3 separate regions of the Mus musculus genome follow, and regions 2 and 3 are each linked to region 1. A link is a contact called in public Micro-C and promoter capture Hi-C data. All regions are on one chromosome and are shown on one strand. The core of a region is the stretch at or near the end of the contact, and the rest is flanking DNA. Distances in the headings are between cores, read along the strand shown.

Region 1 (4,055 bases), core at 119-2,618:
GGTTAATAGGGAGCTCTTTTGGTTGTCTTGTTGTCTCCACCACCACCACCATCCCCCCTAGTCCGCGATCGTCCCCTCTTGCTAAATCATCCACCCGCCCAAAACACCAAGTTTCTGCTTAAAATTAGATGCGCGGTGGGGCAGGAGTTTTGCAGAACTCCGGAACCCTTTGAGAGGTTCTTTAAATGGGGAGCGCGAGGTTACGGCTGTCTACCAGTAGAAAGTGAAACTCCGCAGAGCTAGGATGTACTGGCCGCTGCGCCCATCCAAGTTGAGGTGCAAAATAACTGAGTTTAGGGTCAGGTGGAGAAGCAGGGCACCCCTGGTGTCCTGACTACCGGAAGAATAAGAAGGTCCACAGACACCCGCGCGCTACAAGTGAAGTGACAGGCTCGGAGGCACTGAGCCAAGGCAAGGAGCGCGGACTAAGCTTTGCCTGCTTTAGGCCTCTAACTCTCTTCCTGGGTGGGAGTGGGAAGAGGCTCAAAGGCGGTCTTCCCGCCAACGCAACCTCTGCACGGCCTCCAGGTACCCAGTTGCAGGTACGCCGACGCCCGAGACAAGCCGGCGCCGGCGCGCGGCCTGGCGCCCTCGGGCCCCACACCCCCTCTTGGCCCCTTCGCTCTCCATCCAGGGCTGGCTACTTACTGGCTGGGGGCGGGGAGAAGCGGGGACTCTGCATCCACGGGGTCCGATCTAGTTTCTCGGGGCTTTCGGCCTTCACCAGAGCATCTTCTGGCAGCTTGAGGAGTCCTCCGACTGAGAAATGGCCGAGAGGCCGCGGCGAGGAGGGCGCATCCGGGGCGCCCAGAGACCCGGGCCGGGTGCCCAAGTGCTGCACCGAGCCACCCGCTGCCTGAGCCCCTTCGGAGGCCACCAGGACGCTCTCCTTGGCCCCGGGCTTCCTGTGATCGGCCATGAGGGCCTCCACGCTGAAGGGCAGGAGTGAAGCGGGCACTTTGGGCTTGGCCCCCTCCTCATCTGTGCCCATGGCGGTTGCGGTGGCCGCAGCAGCCCCGGGGGCTTGGCCAACGCCTCCCCCAGCAGGCTTGGCGAAGGCGGAGTCCTCCACTTTGACACCGAGTGGCAAAGAAGTCATAGCAGCAGCCGGGGCCATGCAGAGCCGGACCCCCCCTCCAGCCGCAGCTCGAGACAGCCCTGGATCATGGGTTTCGGGCAGGCTGGGAGCGCGACCGGCTTCTGCGAGCTCCTGACCGGCTTCTGCGAGCTCCTGGGTTCCTGGCCCGGCCGGCTCTCGCGCGCGAGCCTCCTGCGGCTTCCCCAGAAGGCCAACTCGAGCGAGCGGGGCCTGGATCCCTGCGCCGCTCAGGCCGAGTTCCCAGGCGCACTCGCCGGCTCCGGGTCCGCCGCCGCTCCCCTGAGAACTTGTTAATAAGGCAAGGCCAGCGTGGCAGCGGCCAATCAGAGCGCGAGGGGGCGGGTCCGGAGAGAACCATTGGGCTGTGCTCGTGCCCCGAGGCGCGCTCGGCCTGGGGGCGCTCGGGGAAGGGCCTGACCCGCACAGGCGGGACAGAGCCGGAGGTACCTGGGGAGCTTTTCCGCCTAGCTAAGTCAGGTGGGCATCGGTCCGGCTGGACCCCCACACTCCTGGATGTGGATTCTACCAAGTTCCAGAGGGACTTTTCTTTACTAGTCCTTCTCTTCTGCCAGTCGTCCTCCACCATCCTTTACCCACTTCTTCTGTTCCTCTCCATAGACTACTTTCTTTCCACAGTTTCTCTTATGGTCTGTGCTATTTCTTTCTGTCCCCTTTCCCTCTTCTGGCCCCCTTTCTCGACCACAATTCACTTACAATTTTTTTTTTCTTTTGGTGTTTGCTTTGAATGTTCATAGTTATTTGTCAGAGTAGCAAGGGATAATACTAATTTCTTTTTTTAAAAAAGCCGCCCTAAGTGTCTTATGTCTTCCAATCTTCAAAAATTTACCTCGGAGTAAAAATGGGCCTTTGTCTCCAGGGCTGGACAAAGTTAATCAAAGAAAGTACAGGTCCTGTTGGTTCTGTGGGTACGGGAACAAGTAACATGATCTGGGAAATGAGTTTGGTTCTCATGCAAACACGTACCCCCTCCCTATACGTACTTTTTCTCCAGAAAGTTACACCTCTACCAGAGAACTGCTACTAGCCAAAGAAGCCACTGGATGCCTTGGGTGAAGACCGAAATAAGACCAACAGAACCCACCAACAATCTGGCCTCAACATGACCTCAGACAATGAATCCTCAAAAACAATCACACTTCACTAACTGTGGGTCTGTCTGCTGGTGCAGAGTGGAGGCCCATTTGATGGGCCAGTAGGAAAAATAAGCAGTTCCTGGAGGTATATCTTTGGTGCAAGGCTTAAGAAGTTTTGTTTGCCCGATTTCGAAGGAAACGTGTTTTGTTTTGTTTTGTTTTGTTTTGTTTGACTGATACAAAAAGAAGGAAAGTTGGAGTGGGGACCACAGAAGACCTTGTAAACTGGGTTCGAACAGGCTGTTGGGGAGTTGGGGGGGGGGGGGCTTTTCTTTATATGGCCTCTTATCCCAGGGCCCAGGCTCGCGGCTCCGGGGGAGGTGGAGGAGGTGATTGGCGGCTCACCGGGACTGTGCATTGATGACTGCCGGGCTCTAATCTCCAGGAAACACAAGGGGCTGCCGTGGCCATTTAGGGGTAATTATCCGAGCACGGAGGGATAGCGAATTCCCTGGCCTTTTAACTGGGCGCAATAAAAAGCTGTAGATTAGGGGCGACCAGATTAAGGAAAATGAATTACTTTATTACCCAGACGGCGTCCGGGGTCTGGAGGGAGGGGTTGGGCTGCGGACGCCAGAGAGATCGGAGCCTCACATCTGCCCACAGGGCCTGGAGAAATAGGAAGGCCTGGGGCGGGTTCGGGAATACTCGCTTCTGTGAAATGTCTGGATTTCTTACGTTTCTGAGGCTGTGAGGAGGCACTGCGTAGGGCTTGGGACTCAAGCTCATTTAGGCCCAGCTGGACGCCCGCTGTACTGGGTCCCCTGAGGTTTGTTCCATGTGTATGGGAAGTAGAAGCCATACCGTCCCGTTTTAAAGCCCTGCAAACGAAAGTTAAGCGACAGTGTAGGCCAAATCCTTAGCTCGAAGCCTAGAAGGTACGGAGAACTGTAGTTTAAGAACTAATTAGGCAGTTGCTAGATCATCTCGTTCTATAGCGTCAGCCGATTTACACTCTGCGCTCGGATTAAAACAGAAATGGAAATAAATCTCCCAAATGGCTTGCTTTAGTCTAGTGTTTTTAGTACGAGGAGTGTTTTTCAAAAAGTGAGGGTTTTCAGTTATTCCACCTCGATCCCCAACTTAAAATAATTTCCTTTTGGGAGCGATCGGAGAATCCAAGTAGCTACGATCTTTTTCCCGGGAAAAAAAGTGCATAACGGCTAAAATACGTGACACGCAACTGTGTAGACAACTTCAGGGACTCGTGTACTGGCCCAGAGTCTTAATTCCTGCTTTAGGACCGAGGGGGCCTCGAACCCCAAGAATGGGGCCCCAGGGCGCACCGGGGTCTCCAGCGGAACTCACGGAGTGTGCAGCAGTCGGAGCAAAGAGGCCTAGCCTCAGGCCGGGGAGGGGGCGGCCTGAGAAGGGCTGCATCGCTAATTGCGGGGATAAACAATCTGTCACGATCCCTCAGCGCGCCTAATAGGCAGACGAGGATGTTGTTTTTAGGCGCCAGCGGCGGCCGGATCAAAGGCTGCAGCCGGCGCAGGGGCCCTTGAAGTCGCGCCCCTGCCTCCAGGGAGCAAAACGCCTGCGCCCGCAGCCCTGAGCCCTGCTTTCGGCCCCTGGGCTTTTAGAGTAGGTCTCAAACTCCACTGTCTATTCTTTTGGGGTTCGGTGTGCATTTGGGTCTGCAGGGATTCGGCGCGCAGGCTAGCGGGTTGCAAAGGTTGCAAGAGCGCTTTTGCAGAGCGCAAGGGACCGGACTCGATGGCTTCCAGAGCGCAGGACCCATGCTAAACTCTACCCAAGGGCTGCGCAGGGGAGGAAAATGCACCCCAACTCTGAGAAGGATG
Region 2 (3,880 bases), core at 866-3,365, 2.5 Mb before region 1:
CTGTGTGTGCACACTTGAATAAGCATATCCATGTGCATGAGCCCATGAGGGAGTGAGGTGCATGTGTTCACGCATACCTGTGAGTACACCAGGGTGATTCAAGGAGCCCAGCTCCCGTCAGCCCATGTCACGGCTGCTTTGCAGCATGCGCACTGCTCCCAGGATTCACACAGACATGCAACCAGATCCTGTGGTAGAGGCCTGGCAGGGAATTGAGAGCCTAGGACCCAACATCCAGGCACTATGCAACCCTGGCTGGACCAACCCCGCACTTCTAGGCACCAGTATACCCACCACTCTGAATACCCAGGCTGCTTCACTTCACATGGATTTCCTTCTGAAATATACCAGGACCTTCCCAGAATGCCCTCACATAGTAGGTACAAACACCCAGTGTGGCCTGCCACCAACTACTCTTGAACACACAGTCTGTAGGGGCACACATTGTTTCCTGCCACAGAACAACCAGAAGCAGACTGTTGGGGCTAATTGGCTATCTCTGGGCAAAGAGGCTAGTTCAGCCTCTTCGTAAGTTCCTGCCACCCCAGGGGGTCTCACCAGCTGCCCTCAAATGAGCAGACTCTTTAACTCTCACTTCTGGCTGCTGACTCCAGAGTGGCTTCCTCTCAGTTATGCCGGGAGGTATGGTCAGCATCCCTACAGCATGTAGCCATCATCCCCAAGAGCCTAGGTCACTCAGTAGCGAGCCCTGCAGATGCCCTTGCAGGCTTCCCTTGCAGGGCTCCCAGGGCATCCCTTTGCCTAGGCAGGCATCACTTGGAAACGTGAGGCTGTGTGCAGTCAGGGCTTGGGCTAGACTACCTGTTGTCCCCTCAGCTTCTCATATGACAGCATCTCTGACTCAGGCAGGTCCACAATGCTGCCTGCAAGGGGAGAAGCCATCTCTCCAACAGTACCCGACCAGTGCCCACTTGCCCTTCCCCTCATCGTCCTCAGGCTCCCACATCCTCAGAACTAAACCAGCCTCTTCGGGGGGCACTCTCACCAAAGAAGCATCCCATCTGAAGGAGTACCCACATTCCTAAAGAGCACTCTGTCTTAGGGACCATCCACACACTGGGGACTACCTCAGTCCCTAGGGAGCATGGTCCACAAAGCTTTTTCCTAATAACTCCTCCATATCCAAAGGTGATACATGCTGTCACCTCCTCCTTTGCTTCTAGGCTGGGTTGGGGGTAGGGATGGGGGGTGGGGAAGTTCCAGGGCTTTGATGGCACTCAGTGTGGGGGTGAATATCCAGACACAAACACCATAAGGCCAGACCTCCTCTTCCTCCAATATACTGATGTTGGAGTCATCTGGGGGCTTCTATACAAACCAACTGAAGTTGTTTTGATCAGTGGCCCTTGTTGGGGCCTCTGGGTAAGAAGGACTTGTTAAAAAACCTTGGCGGTTCTTCCTCATAGTTCACATTCTCAGGTGACAGCACATGGCACTTTGCAAGCCCTGAGTTAGAAAGTGCCCAGGACAGGCATCAAGAAGTGTGTCCTGCACGGGCACAGTACTCAAGACAGGCCCATGGTCTGAAATGTTTGTCGTCTGCCTAATCCTAGTTGGACACCCCTGCCCTGAGGGTAGGTCCTGTGGGTCCTCTAGGGCTGCAGTGCCCACAAGGAGGTTGCACTATCCTCAAGGACTGCAGGGAGAAGCAGCCACCAGAGCAGGGACAAGTCCAGATGCCACAGGTCATGGCTCCAAGGTCCTCAGAATGACTTTCTGATGAGGCCTTCTGCCAGTGGATTGCCAACTCCCCTCCCTTTCCGGTCTATCTGACCTGTGTAATGAGGTCCTGGCCAGCCTTGGTGGAGAGAATGGTACTCCTTTAGTTCTAGCAGGGAAACGCTAGGTCTGGAAAGTCCAATTTATTCTCTTGGCCACATCCTCCCTGCAGACCTGGGGCTGCCTGGAGGCAGAGACCAGTGCCTCAACTCAACTCAGGCCACACGTGACAGAACCTCTGTGAAACTGACACGAGATCTCCCCAACATTTGATTTGCTCGCCCTCTCTTAAACCTACTCCCACAAAATCACGCTGCATGGGGCAGGTCAGTTTTGAGTTTGTCAAAAGCGCAGGTCTGGAGCGTCCCCTCCAGCTGTGAAAAGCGGGATCACACAGCATTAAGATTCAACTTCAACAATTGCCAACATGGGTATAGAGCTTGGGAGCTTGATCTGGGCCTCGACTGACACCGTGGTTATGATTCACGATCCCGCAGCGCTGAGAGGTACTCAGAGGAGGGAACTGAGGCTGACTGAGGAGGTGGCTCTGCAGGGGAGCAGGGACCCTAAGCTCCAAAGGAATGATGCGCACCAGCAGTGTCTCTGCCATGCTGCTACAAGCGCACTCTCCAATCAGGCCGCGGACCCCGAGCCAGCCCCTTACGAGCCGGTGTGCGCGCCCGCGCGCGCTCCGTCGCCTGTAACCGAGTGAGGTGGAGACTACGATCTTAGAAAGAGCAGGCTTCTAGAACTCACCGCTCAGGCCAGCCCGCGCTCAGCCGGGCCCCGCAGGCTGCAGTTGGCCCTGGAGGGGGCGCCCTCGCCGAGTGCGCGCCCTGCGCCGCCGCCTAGGGCTCCTCCCCGGCGCCGCCGGCAGGTTCGCCCAGGCGGCCGCGGGCTCCGGCTCCCGGCCCGCTCCCCCCGGGCCCGCGGCTCGGGCCTGCGGGGCGCCCCGCCCCGCCCCGCTGCGCCCTCCCCGCTGCGCTACTGGACTCAAGTTGGAAGCCGAGCCCGGGCGACAGCACTTGCGCCAAGCGCTCCGCGGCGGCGGAGACGCTGCACCGGCGAGCGGGGAGGGCGAGGCGGCGCCCGCACGGCCGAACGCGGACCTTGGGGGGCGCCCGCACTCGGGAGCAGCAGGAGGACCGCGGGTGTCGGCGCCCAGCCCCGCAAAGTAAAGTTGCAGGGACCCGGAAGAACGGCAACCTGCGCCCCGGCTCGCTTAGCCCCAGCCAGCCCGTTGGGAAGCAGAGTGTCCGGGCCGCCGCCTGCAGCCTGCAGCCCAGTCGGGCACCCGGACCGTGGAGCCGCTTGCGTGCACCAGCTTGGACACCGCATCTCCGTGGGCTGGCGGCCGGGACGCTCCCACTGAACCCAGGCCGAGGGCGGGGCCGCTCGAGGACCCGGGACCTACCCCCATTCCCCCCCACCGCCGCGTCGCCGCGCTCTCTGGGCACCTCCAGCTCTGCACTTACGCGCGCGGCAGCTGCGGGGAGCCCGGCAGCCACGCTCTCCGGCGCGCCGCCCGCCCGCCGGGCCACCACGGCCGAGAGCCGGCTGCGGGGCTTCGTGGCCCCCAGCCGGCGCGCCGGAGGAGCAGGCGGCGATGCGGACGCCGACCCTGGCTGTGGGGCGCCCGAGCTGCCGAGGCTGCGCCCGGGCTCCTGGCAGGACCGCGTAGCTCTCGGGAGGACCATGGCGTCCCCAGCGCTGGCCGCGGCGCTGGCGGCGGCGGCGGCTGAGGGCCCCAACGGGAGCGACGCGGGCGAATGGGGTAGCGGCGGGGGTGCCAACGCCTCGGGGACCGACTGGGTGCCACCGCCGGGCCAGTACTCCGCAGGTGCTGTGGCGGGGTTGGCAGCTGTGGTGGGTTTCCTCATCGTTTTCACCGTGGTAGGCAATGTGCTCGTGGTGATCGCTGTGTTGACCAGCCGAGCACTGCGCGCCCCGCAGAACCTCTTCCTGGTGTCTCTGGCCTCAGCTGACATCCTGGTGGCCACACTGGTCATGCCCTTTTCTCTGGCCAATGAGCTCATGGCCTACTGGTACTTCGGGCAAGTGTGGTGTGGTGTATACCTGGCACTGGACGTGCTCTTCTGCACCTCGTCCATCGTGCACCTGTGTGCCATTAGTCTGGACC
Region 3 (3,962 bases), core at 446-2,945, 2.7 Mb before region 1:
AATGACGTGCAGCCCAAGGCTTAGACAGGATGACGAGAGCAGCCGTCCGCACAGTGACATCAGACTGTGGACAACCAGCAGAAATATAATCTGATGCTGCCACTGATCAGTGGCCATGGTGGAGGTCCAGGAGACCACCAAGGCACAGAGTGAGGATGAAAGTCACCTGGATGTGCATGTGGAGGACTGGGGGCCACCTTCTGAGTGAAAGAGACCCCAGGATCTACGGACAGCAGACCACATTTCCCCAACAGTCTTCGACGGTACCTGCTAATGTCTTCGTGGCCCCATCCTCATCTTACTGGGTAATCCCAGGTGAAGCACACTCATCCCGTGGGCACACCCCTGGAGATGGCGGTCAGGGACAGCCAGCCTTTTACCCTAGATGGTTCCCACTGCTCCCATGCTCTTCACACAGCCACTCCCAGCTCTGCTCCCGGACCCTTCCCCCAGAAAGCTGAACTGCTTTTCCAGGCCACAGGGCTGTCCTAAACCTTTGCAGGCTGGACACTTGTCCCCCTCTTGCAGCAGTCTCTCAAAGACACTGGCTGGCCACTAAGCTGTCTGTGAGGCACCACTCCCCTTCCCCAGAAGCCAACCTCCCAACTACCTCTCCATCCAAAGTCTCCAGGGCCAAAGTTCTACACGGTTTTATTTTAAAAAATCACTTAGTTTGCAAATTATTTACTCTCCCCTCAAACTCAGGAATGTTTAAGCTGGAGGGCTAAAGGGCAACCCTCTGCAAGCTCTAGAGGAAGATAGTGTGGCTCTGAAAGAATACTTAAACAAAAGCCCAAGTCCTAGCCTAGGACTGTAATCTGGGAGGGGACCCAAGTTCCAGGCCAGCCCTCAGGCTCTGGATATCTCCATTTCAAAAGGAAGAGAGATTAGCATAGCTACTAAATCTAACTTCAGCATTCCCCAGACAGGGTGTAGTGTTTACCTATACTAAGGAATTCCAATCCCCTAAGGAACTGCTTTACCCAAATTAACCAGCTCCATTAGCAACTGGGGCTTCTGCAATCTCCATACAGTCTTATCTCAGGGCACCGTTTTTTTTTTTCTTTCATTGGAGTAAATACAGATAAAGAAAAGACTTCCAAGTCTGGCCCCATGTAGAAAGTGCCCCCCCTCCCCTCTACCTCCATCTGAATTGGCTCTTTGGAAAATTAGCTTTTTGGGCAGAGGTGTCCACAGCTAGGAAGGGTGGGTGTCACTCATTCTTTAGGGTCCCTAATTGCACTAAAGGCAACCACAGGCCCTTGACACCAGCACCAAGTTCCTTTAGGGCCTATGGGTCTCTTATTACAAGTGAGGTCAAGATGGCCCACCTGACATTTAAAGGGGGGCTGTACAAAGGGTAGGCCGTTCCCCGTCCCAGAGGTTATGTTGGCCTCTCAATCAGGGCCCTGCTCTCCTTCGCTCACACGCAGCACCTCGCCCCCATCCCCGCGCGTCTCCCTGGCCCCGCTCACCCGCTTGGCCTTCTCCCATAGCTGGTTCAGCTTCTCCATGCGGAACTCCTCCCCGGACTCGCGCTTGGCGGCCATCTCCGGCTCGTTCTTCTCTCGCGAGTACTTGCCGCCATGGCCTGCTATGGGCTGGGGCACAAGCATCAGCGGCAGCAACAACAGCACTAGCAGTTGGAGCCGGGGCAGCGTAGAGACCCTCTCTCTTCGAGGCGCCATCTTCCTCTGAAGCGCTAGCAGACTGACAGGACTGGGTCTTGTAGGACCGCCCATCTGTAGCCCCGCCCATCAACCGGTCTCCGCGAGGCCCCGCCTCCCTTCTCAATCCGATCCCGCCCACCCCAGGCCCCGCCCATATGACTGCCCACTTTTCGGTCTCTGGCTCCGCCCTGCCCAACACCAGCAAAGAGCAATTATCCCAAGGTATTTTCACGCTGGGGCTGCAAAATTCAGAGCTCACTAGCGGGGCTGTAAGGAGAAGCAGCTGGGAAAGCGCACTTATGCACCGCCCCACTCCTCGTAATCACACAAGAAGTGCGGCGGAAGATGATTTTGCCATTAAACCCGGGAGCAGCTATCTCAGCTCCGTCTTTGGGACACATCCCAGACACTTCCCCTCCGGGGTTTCTGTTTGGAAGGCTTTGTGCACTTGCCTAGTCTCTGCACCTGCAGCCCTGGAGAAAATCCAATGGACATAGTGAGGCCCAGCAAGCCTGTTGGGGACATGGCCTGGCCTGGTGACAACCTGGTGCTCGAGGAACCCAGGAGTCTGGTACAGGCACCAGCAGTTTGGGCCCAGGAGGGACAGGCAGAAGAGTCGTCTGGTAAGGATGACCAGTGTCTTAGTCAGGGTTTCTATTCCTGCACAAACATCATGATCAAGAAGCAAGTTAGGGAGGAAAGGGTTTATTCGGCTTACACTTCCATGCTGCTGTTCATCACCAAGGAAGTCAGGACTGGAACTCAAGCAGGTCAGGAAGCAGGAGCCGAGCAGAGGCCATGGAGGGATGTTCCTTACTGGCTTGCTTCCCCTGGCTTGCTCAGCCTGCTCTCTTATAGAACCAAGACTGCCAGCCCAGAGATGGTACCAATCACAAGGGGACCTCCCCACTTGATCACTAATTGAGAAAATGCCTTACAGTTGGATCTTGTGGAGGCATTTCCCCAACTGAAGCTCCTTTCTCTGTGATAACTCCAGCTGTGTCAAGTTGACACAAAACTAACCAGTACAACCAGAAAGGGTCTCCAATAGGGAGATACATGGAGGACAAGGGTAGGGGATATTTGGGGGGAGTGGTGCTTTTTTCTTTTTTTAATAGTTTTAAGCTGTATTTTGTGTTTCCACAAAAAGGGTTCAGTATATCTGGAACCCTGGTGGTTTGCAGACGTTAGCACCTGTTTTCTGAGATCTATTTTTGGTTTGGTTTGGTTAGCTCTGGTTATCCTGGCATTCACTATATAGACCAAACTAGCCTCAAACTCAGAGATTTGTATGCCTCTGCCTCCCAGATACTGGGATTAAAGGTGTGCACCACTTTGCCCGGCCTAAAATGTCTCCTTTTCAGATAGGAGAGAGGGTTTTGTTTTTGTTTGGGGGTTTTTGTTGTTATTTTGGCTTTGTCTGGTTGTTTAGATCAAACAGGATCTTACTCAGTAGCTCTGGAACTCAACTATGTAGATCAGGCTCACCTTGAACTCTCAAAGAGATCTATCTACCTGATGCTATCTTCCAATTGTCTGAGATCTTTTTTGTTGTTGTTGTTTGTTTTTGTTGTTGTTGTTTTGAGACAGTGTTTCTCTGTGTAGCCCTGGCTGTCCTGGAACTCACTCTATAGACCAGGCTGGTCTTGAACTCAGAAATCCGCCTGCCTCTGCCTCCCAAGTGCTGGCATTAAAGGCCTGTGCCACCACCGCCCGGCTTGTCTGAGATCTTAAGGGCAGTTGCTTCATTTATTTTCTCCGGTTTCAGATAACAATGTGAAGCTGGTCCCTAGTCACCTATCTTCTCCAGGAGCACAGTCTCCCAGCTGCATGGCAGTCAGTGTTTAATGCACTAGCCTTGTTTATGTGCTCAGATCAGTCTCACTGTAACAAGCCTAGCAATTCATGAAGGCCCCGGACAGACCGGACGTTTTGACCCTTCTCCAGTCTTCTGGTGGATGCACTCCAGGTGTGAGTTGGAGCCAGGCTTCCTCCCCTTCACTACAGGTTCCAAGACTGCCTCCCACAGGCAGAGGTGGTTGGAGCCCTGTTGCCTCTGCTCAGGGTTCACTACCTGCATCCTTCCCAGGAATGCTGTAGGCTGGGAATGCTGTAGCAGTTCTGAAGGGAGAGAGGATGAGAGGATGGAGAGCTGCCAGCCCTTTGCTTAGTCTGAAGAGAATCCACAGTGAAATGGGTGCCGTGGAAGAAGCTTCCTGGCAGCCTCTAAACTGTGCTCCTTCCCATGGACCACCACGTAAGGATTCCCAAATCCAAGGAATGCCCCTGGTG

What was found. Promoter capture Hi-C pulls out the DNA fragments that hold promoters and counts their contacts. A called contact is a pair of places that touch in the nucleus more often than the background predicts.
Region 2: a Micro-C map of embryonic stem cells shows a contact between it and region 1, with 6 times the contacts expected there. The contact joins the promoter of Adra2c here to the promoter of Msx1 in region 1. A contact is called at or near these places in 2 of 39 promoter capture datasets (both in embryonic stem cells), 3 of 484 Hi-C or Micro-C datasets (all in embryonic stem cells) and 1 of 115 datasets of contacts at active chromatin or transcription factors (embryonic stem cells).
Region 3: a contact with region 1 is called in a promoter capture Hi-C map of embryonic stem cells, with 2.9 times the contacts expected there. The contact joins the promoter of Lrpap1 here to the promoter of Msx1 in region 1.

What each region holds. Positions count from the first base shown.
Region 1 is chr5:37,823,217-37,827,271 of GRCm38.p6, forward strand. Msx1 (msh homeobox 1) reads right to left here and starts at 1,369. Exons shown (of 2, transcript NM_010835.2): 1 at 649-1,369. The coding sequence starts at 1,117. It overlaps Gm33993 (a long non-coding RNA gene), which reads left to right and starts at 2,539. Exons shown (of 6, transcript XR_868362.1): 1 at 2,539-2,670. RefSeq lists an enhancer at 2,453-4,055.
Region 2 is chr5:35,276,451-35,280,330 of GRCm38.p6, forward strand. Adra2c (adrenergic receptor, alpha 2c) reads left to right here and starts at 2,116. Exons shown (of 1, transcript NM_007418.3): 1 at 2,116-3,880. The coding sequence starts at 3,436.
Region 3 is chr5:35,104,004-35,107,965 of GRCm38.p6, forward strand. It overlaps Lrpap1 (low density lipoprotein receptor-related protein associated protein 1), which reads right to left and starts at 1,696. Exons shown (of 8, transcript NM_013587.3): 1 at 1,476-1,696. The coding sequence starts at 1,688.